Linked DNA regions of Rattus norvegicus: region 2 is linked to region 1. The links are chromatin contacts, called in public Hi-C maps. All regions are on one chromosome and are shown on one strand. The core of a region is the stretch at or near the end of the contact, and the rest is flanking DNA. Distances in the headings are between cores, read along the strand shown. Region 1 overlaps Parva (parvin, alpha). Region 2 overlaps Tead1 (TEA domain transcription factor 1).

Evidence for each region. A called contact is a pair of places that touch in the nucleus more often than the background predicts.
Region 2: a contact with region 1 is called in a Hi-C map of Schwann cells, with 5 times the contacts expected there. The contact joins two enhancer-like sites. A contact is called at or near these places in 11 of 12 Hi-C or Micro-C datasets (the Rat2 cell line, Schwann cells, frontal cortex and 6 more) and 1 of 1 datasets of contacts at active chromatin or transcription factors (oligodendrocytes).

What each region holds. Positions count from the first base shown.
Region 1 is chr1:176,016,080-176,019,873 of GRCr8, forward strand. The region is part of intron 1 of Parva (parvin, alpha); the gene reads left to right. Among named protein-coding and RNA genes, the nearest start is that of Parva, 36 kb to the left of the region's middle. Within about 2 kb of position 1,367, at least 9 of the 93 cell types and tissues checked have an H3K27ac peak or open chromatin away from gene starts, as enhancers often do.
Region 2 is chr1:176,399,087-176,403,472 of GRCr8, forward strand. Tead1 (TEA domain transcription factor 1) reads left to right here. Exons shown (of 13, transcript NM_001198589.2): 7 at 465-511; 8 at 1,343-1,404; 9 at 3,136-3,260. Among named protein-coding and RNA genes, the nearest start is that of Rassf10, 92 kb to the right of the region's middle. Within about 2 kb of position 3,110, at least 14 of the 93 cell types and tissues checked have an H3K27ac peak or open chromatin away from gene starts, as enhancers often do.

The DNA.
Region 1 (3,794 bases), core at 117-2,616:
CATTAAGGCAATCAATTGGATGGCTGTAAAAAAATAGAAATGATTTTTGAATCATCAGGTGTGCTTGCATTGGCAAAGGACCTTAAAAGCAGAGGGGAAGGACCTGAGAGCTAGAGGGAGGTGTGGCCAAGAGGTCATGTGACATGACAGACTGTGAACACAGGGTGAGGGGCCATGAGCCAAGCAATGGAGGCCACCAGCACCTGACAAAGGGAAGGAAGGGCAGGGATTCTCCTTAGAGCCTCCAGAAGAGAACATGGGCCTACTGACAGCCTGACTGCAGCCCAGTGACTATTGTGACTTCTGACCTCCACTATTGTGAAATAATGAATGTGAGGTGTTTTTTTTTTAAGCCACTAAATATGTGGTAATTGGTTGCAGCAGCAAGAGGAATACAAACAACATTTTCATACCAAATATCCTTAACTGTAGCACATTCTGTTATGGCCTTTGACTGAGAAAGTCTAAGTGTCTTTTCCTAGGTGTGGTGAGTGCTTCAAATCCCAGCGCTTGGGAGGCAGAAGCAGATGAGTCTCTATGAGTTCAACACCAGCCTGGTCTACACAGTGACTTCTAGGCTAGATAGGACCATTTAATGAGAACCTGTCTCAAAAAGAAAGAAGGGGAGGAGAAGGAGGAGGAAGAAGAGGAGAAAGGGGAAGAAGAGAAGTCTTTAGAGAGACTGCTTACCAGTCTATGTGGGATGACATCATGCCTTTGCAGCAGTGATTGGACTTGCTGACAAGTCTCTAGCTTGGAGGAATGTAGACAGCAAGCTAATTCCAGGTGGCATATTGTAGCCTGTTAAGGGTCCTGATTTTAAGTGACCATGGAGAGCAGGGGAAGCTACAGAATTCAGAGAGAGTGGTTGGATATGCAGCCCCAGGACCCTTTGGCAGTGTGGTCCAGGGACTAAGGATCGGGGCTTGGATAGCCCTCAGACTGATGTGGGCTCACTGTAAAGTCTCTGCCTGTTCTGTCCTGGGATTCAAGGTTCAGCTCCCAGGCGTCCTATGTGAAACCCCCTAGTTTGTCTCAGCTCACAGGAAACTCCCTCCAAGCCACTCCTTTCCCTTAGCCAGGGCCCCTGGGCAGCCGCTTCACCTCCTGTGCTGCTGTGGTTTTCCCTTGACTAGCTGTCAGGCCAGTCTGCAGAGGGCCAGCCCAGCCTGTTCCAGGCCTACATTTGGGGCTCAGCAGTGGATACATTTGATTGGTTGTGGCTGGATCCAAGGGGTCCTACACAAGGCCTGTTGCTTTCTCCTTTTAGGGAAGTTGGTTCTCTCTTGCTTGTTTCTCCTCCTCTCTTTGGACGCATCCCTAGCAAATCTCAGTAGGGCCCAGTGCCTGCAACCAGTCTGTGATTCACACTGAGCCTGCCAGATTGCTCACTCCAAAACTCAGTATTCACCATGTCCCTCCTTCCCTGGGCACAGTTGAGGACTCTCCACCACCACAACTGTCTTAGCTTCAAATGTGGAAATAGAACAGAAAAATAAAATCACCATAGAGCCTTCTTTTTTAGCGACTCGTCCCATGGAACCTCGGTATAAAACCGAGAGGCTGGCATGTAGCTCAGCCAGCAGAGAGCTCACCTAGTGTACACAAAGCCCTAGGAGCCTCCCGGGTACTGCATATGCCTGAGCATCGTGGTCCAAGCCTGTGGTCCCCACTCAGGAGGTCCAGGCAATGGGAAGAGAATCAGAAGCTGAAGACTGGGTTGACAGGATGGCTCCGAGGGTAAAAGTGCTTACTTACTATGAGAGCCTTGGGTCTGAGTTCTTTTCCCCAGAACCTGAGGTAGAAGGAGAGAACTGACTCCAGCAAGTTCTCCTCTGACCTCCACATGTGTAGGCACACGTGTAAAAACATCCATGTCATATCACTAGGGCTTGCTGGTTGCCACTGTAGCCTGAAAACACAACTCTAGGTTCAATGAGAGAGGGACTGTCTCTAAGGTCTTTCTTTTGAAGATCCCTTCCTTTCTTCCTTCCTTCCTTCCTTCCTTCCTTCCTTCCTTCCTTCCTTCTTTCTTTCTTTCTTTTTTTCTTTTTTCTTTTTTCTTTTTTTTAGATATTTAGGTGAACAATAATAATTTTAAAATAGGCTTTAATATTTTTTGGAGCAGTCTTGAATTTATAGGGAATATATGGGGCTAATACAGGGTTCCCATGTATCTGTCATGCCCTTCCCCCTACCACAGACTCATGCTGGTACGAGACCCTGGTTACAGTGGGCGAGGCAGTCCTGATGCACAACTTTCACCAGGGGCCACACCCACACTTTGTTTACATTCCCTTAGCTCTTACCTAAGAACCCTTTTTGTCTGCTCCAGGACCACATTTCCTTAGGTGGTCCCAGATTCCTAATCTCCTTGTGGTAGGGATAGGTTTCAAGCTTCCCTTGGTTCTTATATTTTCTCTCTAAAATTTTTGCCTTTGTTTTATTTTTCAATTTTGGCCTGCTTGTATGTTTGTGCACCTTATGAATAGAGTGCTTACAGAGGCCAAAAGAAGGGATCTGATCCTCTGACCAAGGTTACAGATGGTTGTGAGCCACCATGTGGGTACCAAGAATCAAACCGGGGTCCTCTAGAAGAGCAACAAGTGCTCCTAACTACAGAGCCATCTGCCCAGCCCCTGATATTTCCAGGAAGTTGGGTCAGGTGTGGTGTAGGATGCTTCTGTTCTGGGATTTGTCCCCTGATCTCCTCATAGTTGGGCTGAAGTTGAGTTGGTGGGCCACGGATGGCCTACGTAGCGTCTGTGAAATTGGAATCAGATGCATGTATGAAGCCTACAGCATGCTTAGAAAAGTCAGTGGTGATACACAGTAATACACAAGGCTTTTAAGAGCCTTCTCTGAGGGTTTGGGGATTTAGCTCAGTGGTAGAACGCTTGCCTAGCAAGCGCAAGGCCCTGGGTTCAGTCCCCAGCTCCGAAAAAAAAAAGGGGGCCTTTTCTGTTTACCCCTGTACATGTCACTGGCCTGTCCCTCTCCCTCCTGAGAGCTTCCAGTGTCCTGACCGTCTCCCCAGACAGCTCCGGCTTGGAATCCCCTCCATGGAATGCCTGTCATTCTCCCTACCTGGCTCTCTTCTGATGAAAGCCGTCAAAGTCTGCTCGACTCTTCACCTCCACCCTCCGTTTGTCTCTGCTTTCCCTGAGGCAGTCCCCAGGGCTCCCTTGGGTGTGTGTCTGATCATCCTGTTCTGTGCTGGAAGGCTCCGAGAGCGTCCCACTCTTCTACCTGCACAGCCTGGTACACGGCAGACACCAGAGGATAAAAAACGGAGGAGACATTAGAGAAAGGTGTCATCTTCCTGGGCAGCCTCAGTGAAACACCCCACGTTTGTTCAGAGAACATGTGGTGTGCTAGTGATTCACCTTTGGATGGATTTTTTTTTTTAAGAGTGTTTTCTCCTTGACCTAGAGTGTGAGGAGGGGGTGTGTGAATATAGGACTGGCCACCAGGGGGCTCCAGGAGGCAGTTCAGCAGCCAGCAGGGATTGAAGGCTGGGGTGGCTTCTGCAGCCAGCCCTGGTCCAGCCAGACTCCTGAAAGAAAGTGTGTCAAAAGAGAAGTCTGTTTTGCCACCGATGTGCCAGGCTCTGTAGCAAGGACAGGATGTACCAGCTTGTTCTGCAAACATGTGTAGGCCCCAAATGTCCTTTACCCCAGAGGTCTACAAAGAGGACAAAAGCTACTGAAAGCCATGAAATGACGCTGGTAGAGATAAATGATCTTATTATGTGTGTGACCAGACCTTGATGAGGACTTCCTGGTTTCTTTTGC
Region 2 (4,386 bases), core at 1,860-4,359, 380 kb after region 1:
CAGTTCCATGCCCATTTTATAGGTGACAAGGCTGAGGTTACTCGTTGTGAGGCACCATTAGATGTGACTTGGTCATTTAGATAAGCAGTGGTGTCAGGATTCTACCAAAGGCTTAGGAATGCTCACAGCAAAGACAAGTGTCCTAGTTGCTTCTCCACACTTTGACTTTTTCGTTTCAAGTCTTTGTGTTGCTCCATTGGACCTTGGGAGCTACACAACTGTGGGTTGTGCAGGAAGCCCTTGCAGTACAAACTGCAGTGCTTCCACATTGCCTCTTGGCCTTACGAGAGTTTTCAGGACGCAGTGGCTGAAGGAAGCTCCCTGGGGTAGGCTATGGTCTTGAGCGCTGCACTGACCACATCGGACTCCAGGAATCTGGTGTTCTTCAGCAGATAATTTGAACATGTTACAGTGTGTTTTGATGAGAACTCATAACCCTAAAGCCTTTGCCTTTTGCCTTCCAGTTCTGGCCTGGGATGATACAGACAGGACAGCCAGGATCCTCACAAGAGTAAGTCTTTGAAGGCCCCAGATGACAGAGGCTAGGCGTCCCACCCTGGGGGACATTTTACTGTACCAGGCTTTGTCAGGGATTAAGGGAGAAGAGACAGTCAATCAGAAGTTTGACCCTCCTTATGTCCCCATGTTCCAGGACGTGGAAAGGGACCCACCTTTGAGAGTTAGCAATGGTATAGATTCCTTTCTCCCACCTGCAGTATTAGCAACAACACAGCTAGGCACTTGAATTAGATCTGTTATCCTTCATGACTTTGGCTGCAGCACCAGGGTCTTCCTCATCTGAGAGAGAGTGGTCTCTTTCCATTGTGGATGACCCTGTGATAGGAGTGCCTGATAGAAAATTCCAGAGAGCCCTTGAATCCAAAGAGCAAGCTCAGCCCACGGGAGTCAAGGGAAGCTTGGGGGTAAAACAGAAAGGAATTTTCTTTATATATGTTTGGCCTAGTGGTCTAGAGGCGGGAGACCCTGTCTCATGGCCTCCTTAAACACCCCCCGGCCATGACAGTTGACATCGGTCTGTTCAGGGATGAGAAGTACACTCCATGGGTATCTGCTACACTGTGGGAAGCCAGGCCCACTCCAGTCACACCACATCCTTGAGGGTGTTTGTACTCAACAGCCTGCTGAGTGGCCTCTCCTAAGGAAGTAGAAACTTCCTTTAGGTGGATACAGCTCTGCGTGGCATGGGCATCCCACTGCAGGGAGGGAGGGAGCCAGGCAGAAGGGATGATGGGGAAGTCTACTGCAGGCCAGGGCCAGGCTTGGGCAGTAGCCACCACTGCATCCCGTAAATTTGACTCTTGCTAACCATTTTTTCCCCCAGCGTCAAGCCCTTTGTGCAGCAGGCCTACCCCATCCAGCCAGCAGTCACAGCCCCCATTCCAGGTGAGTCTTCCTGCTTCTGGGATGAGGGGTGAGGGGCAGTGGGGCCTCTTTTGTCCCAGTGCAGTGATACAGGTCTTAGTCAGCAGCTGCCTCTCTTCTTTTCCCTAAGGGAGGTCTCTCATCATCAGGCCCTGGGTTTCTTTACTCAAGAGTTCCTTCTCCTGGGGCCTAGAGAGATGGCTCAGTGCTCAGGAGCTGGGATTGCCACTGTGGAGGACCTGGGTTTGTTTCCTGGTACCAACATGGGAATGTTATAAACATTTCTTAATCCAGTTCCAGGGAATATAGTCTATGCTCTTTTCTTACCTGCAAGCATCAGGCATGCACATGGTGCACGTACATATATGCAGGCATACTTAGATGATCAAAGTAAGTAAATAAAAACAGATTTTAAGGGGTTGGGGATTTAGCTCAGTGGTAGAGCGCTTACCTAGCAAGCGCAAGGCCCTGGGTTCGGTCCTCAGCTCCAAAAAAAAAAAAAAAAAAAAAAAAAAAAAGATTTTAAAAAACCCCTTTCTTCTAAGAGCTCTTTCTGTGGGACTGTCAGGAAACAGGAAGCCTGACCACTTTCACTTACGACGCTGGGCCCCACTTAGAAGGGGAAGTTGTTGTGGTCAGAAGCTGCCAAATCATGTCACTGAGTCAGGCACAGATTACTTAAGCTTTCTTTTTTTTTTTTAAGATTTATTTATTTATTTTATGTATGTGAGTACACTGTAGCTGTCTTCAGACACCAGAAGAGAGCATCAGATCTCATTACAGATGGTTGTGAGCCACCATGTGGTTGCTGGGATTTGAACTCAGGACCTCTGGAAGAGCAGTCAGTGCTCTTAACCACTGAGCCATCTCTCCAGCCCTACTTAAGCTTTCTTAGGTAGTGAAGTTCAGTTCCCTGTTGGTTCCCTCCTGTAAGAGAGGGCTTACATGCAAGCTCATAGCAGAAAGTGAATCTGAATGACCCATCTGGTTCTCCTTCTCCTGAGCCCCCTCTCTCAGGGAACGTTCGATAGTGCTGGTGAGCATGGTCTTGAGATAGAAGATGAGCCAATACAAGCAGTGTACTCTGGGTCCTGGCTTCACAGGATGCCTTCACAAACCTTTCCCTGGATGTTTCCACCATTCTTAGCTTGCTCCCCAGCCAGTCCCCTTTACCCAGGATTAGCTGTCAATATTGGTTGCTGTGGCAAAATACCTATACAAGCAAGCAGAGAGAGGAATGGTTTGTTTGGGTTCGTATAGTTTGAGGGTATAGTCCCGTCATGGCAGTGACATCATAGAGGGAGGAGTGTCCCATCATGTCCACTGGAGGAAGCAGAGTGAATGCTGATGCTCAGCTCTCTTTCTGTTCTTCGCTGTTCAAGACCCTAGCTGTGTGATGGTGCTGTGCACACTTAGGGAGGGTCTTTCCTCTGCTTCAGTTAAACTTCACAGATGCTTCTCCATGGTGATTCCACATTTAATCGAAACAACAACAGACCTGAATCATCACATTGTCCCCTGCCACAGCTCCTCTTGAAGCTTACCTGAGGCTGGCTTCATGATGCACTTCATGCAGTCTGCTTAGCTGTCACTATCTGCAAAAGCCCCAGCTAGAGTGTCACCCAGCCTGAGTGCCAGCAGTGGAAGGATGTGTCCTTCCCTTCTTGGTCCTCTGTGTTCAGAATTCTGCCCCATGGAGGTCTGGAGGGAGGTGCAGGTTGACTTGTGTAAAGGTGACAATTGTTATTTCAGGGTTTGAGCCTGCATCAGCCCCAGCTCCCTCAGTTCCTGCCTGGCAGGGCCGATCCATTGGCACAACCAAGCTTCGCCTGGTGGAATTCTCAGCTTTCCTTGAGCAGCAGAGAGACCCAGACTCGGTGAGTGTACTTAGAGGGGTGTGGCTAGCAGGAAATGCTTCCATGCCTGCTCATGTCTTCACCCTGTGCTCTGTCCCTTACTGACCCCTTCCCTTACACATGTGTGAAATGTCCTGTGTAAAAGCATACGGAGCCACCAGGCCACACTTCCTCACCCAGGGAGAAGGAGGCTGTTGGCAGGTATCTTCTCATATCTTCCAATATGAGAGGTCAGTGTTTATTGCCGTGTAGACCACAAGCTCCAGGGGGTACCTTGGCTGGAGGGCAGGCCTCACCAGGCTTGTATCATAAAATTTAGCAACAGGGAGTACATATTGAGCCTTGTGTGGCTGATGGGATATAAAGTATCTGTACAGTTAGAAGTGTGAACCCTGAATTAGTATCTTCTTTAGTCACATAGTTATATCTTCTGGGTTAAACATTCATCCTAAAAGGCTAAAGGCTAAACAACCAATCATATTATCTGGTATTTCTAAGCCCCACCCACACCCCACACCCCACACCCCAAAAAAGTGAAAAACGCAATTATCTTCTCAGAAGTAATGTTGGTGCTTTGATAGCTACTGTAGACTGCAGCGCCTTGTCATGTTGTAAATACCAGAAACACAGGCATCTGGACTCTGTCTGTCATTTTCTTCTTTTCCTTCCCCGCCCACTCCATCTTGTACGCATCATCCCATGCATATGTGAGCCTCCTTTCTTCCTCGCCCCCCATAAGCTTGTACCCTTTGTTCGCGCCCACTCCTTGGCTCTGAGTGTGAGGGTTGCATCTGTGTGTGGGTGAGCCCCAGGCAGCAATTGAAACAATCATGAGTTAGTGTTTGGGATCCTCACCAACTCCTTTCTCCACACTCTGTATCTCCCAGCACTGACCTCTTCGGGGGACATGTTAGGTTTGTGGGTCTTGCTATCATCTGTTTTCTAGAGAAAGAACCAGAGGCTGGCCATGGTGGCACACACAGAGGCAGGTGGATGTCTGAGTTTGAGGCTAGCCTGGTCTATATAGTGAGTTCTAGGGCAGCCAGGACTATATAGTGAGACCCTATGGGAGAGAAGTAAGAGAGGGCGGAGAGGAAGGTGCACAGAGATGAGCACACAGTTTGTCATACCTGCATGTACTAGTCAC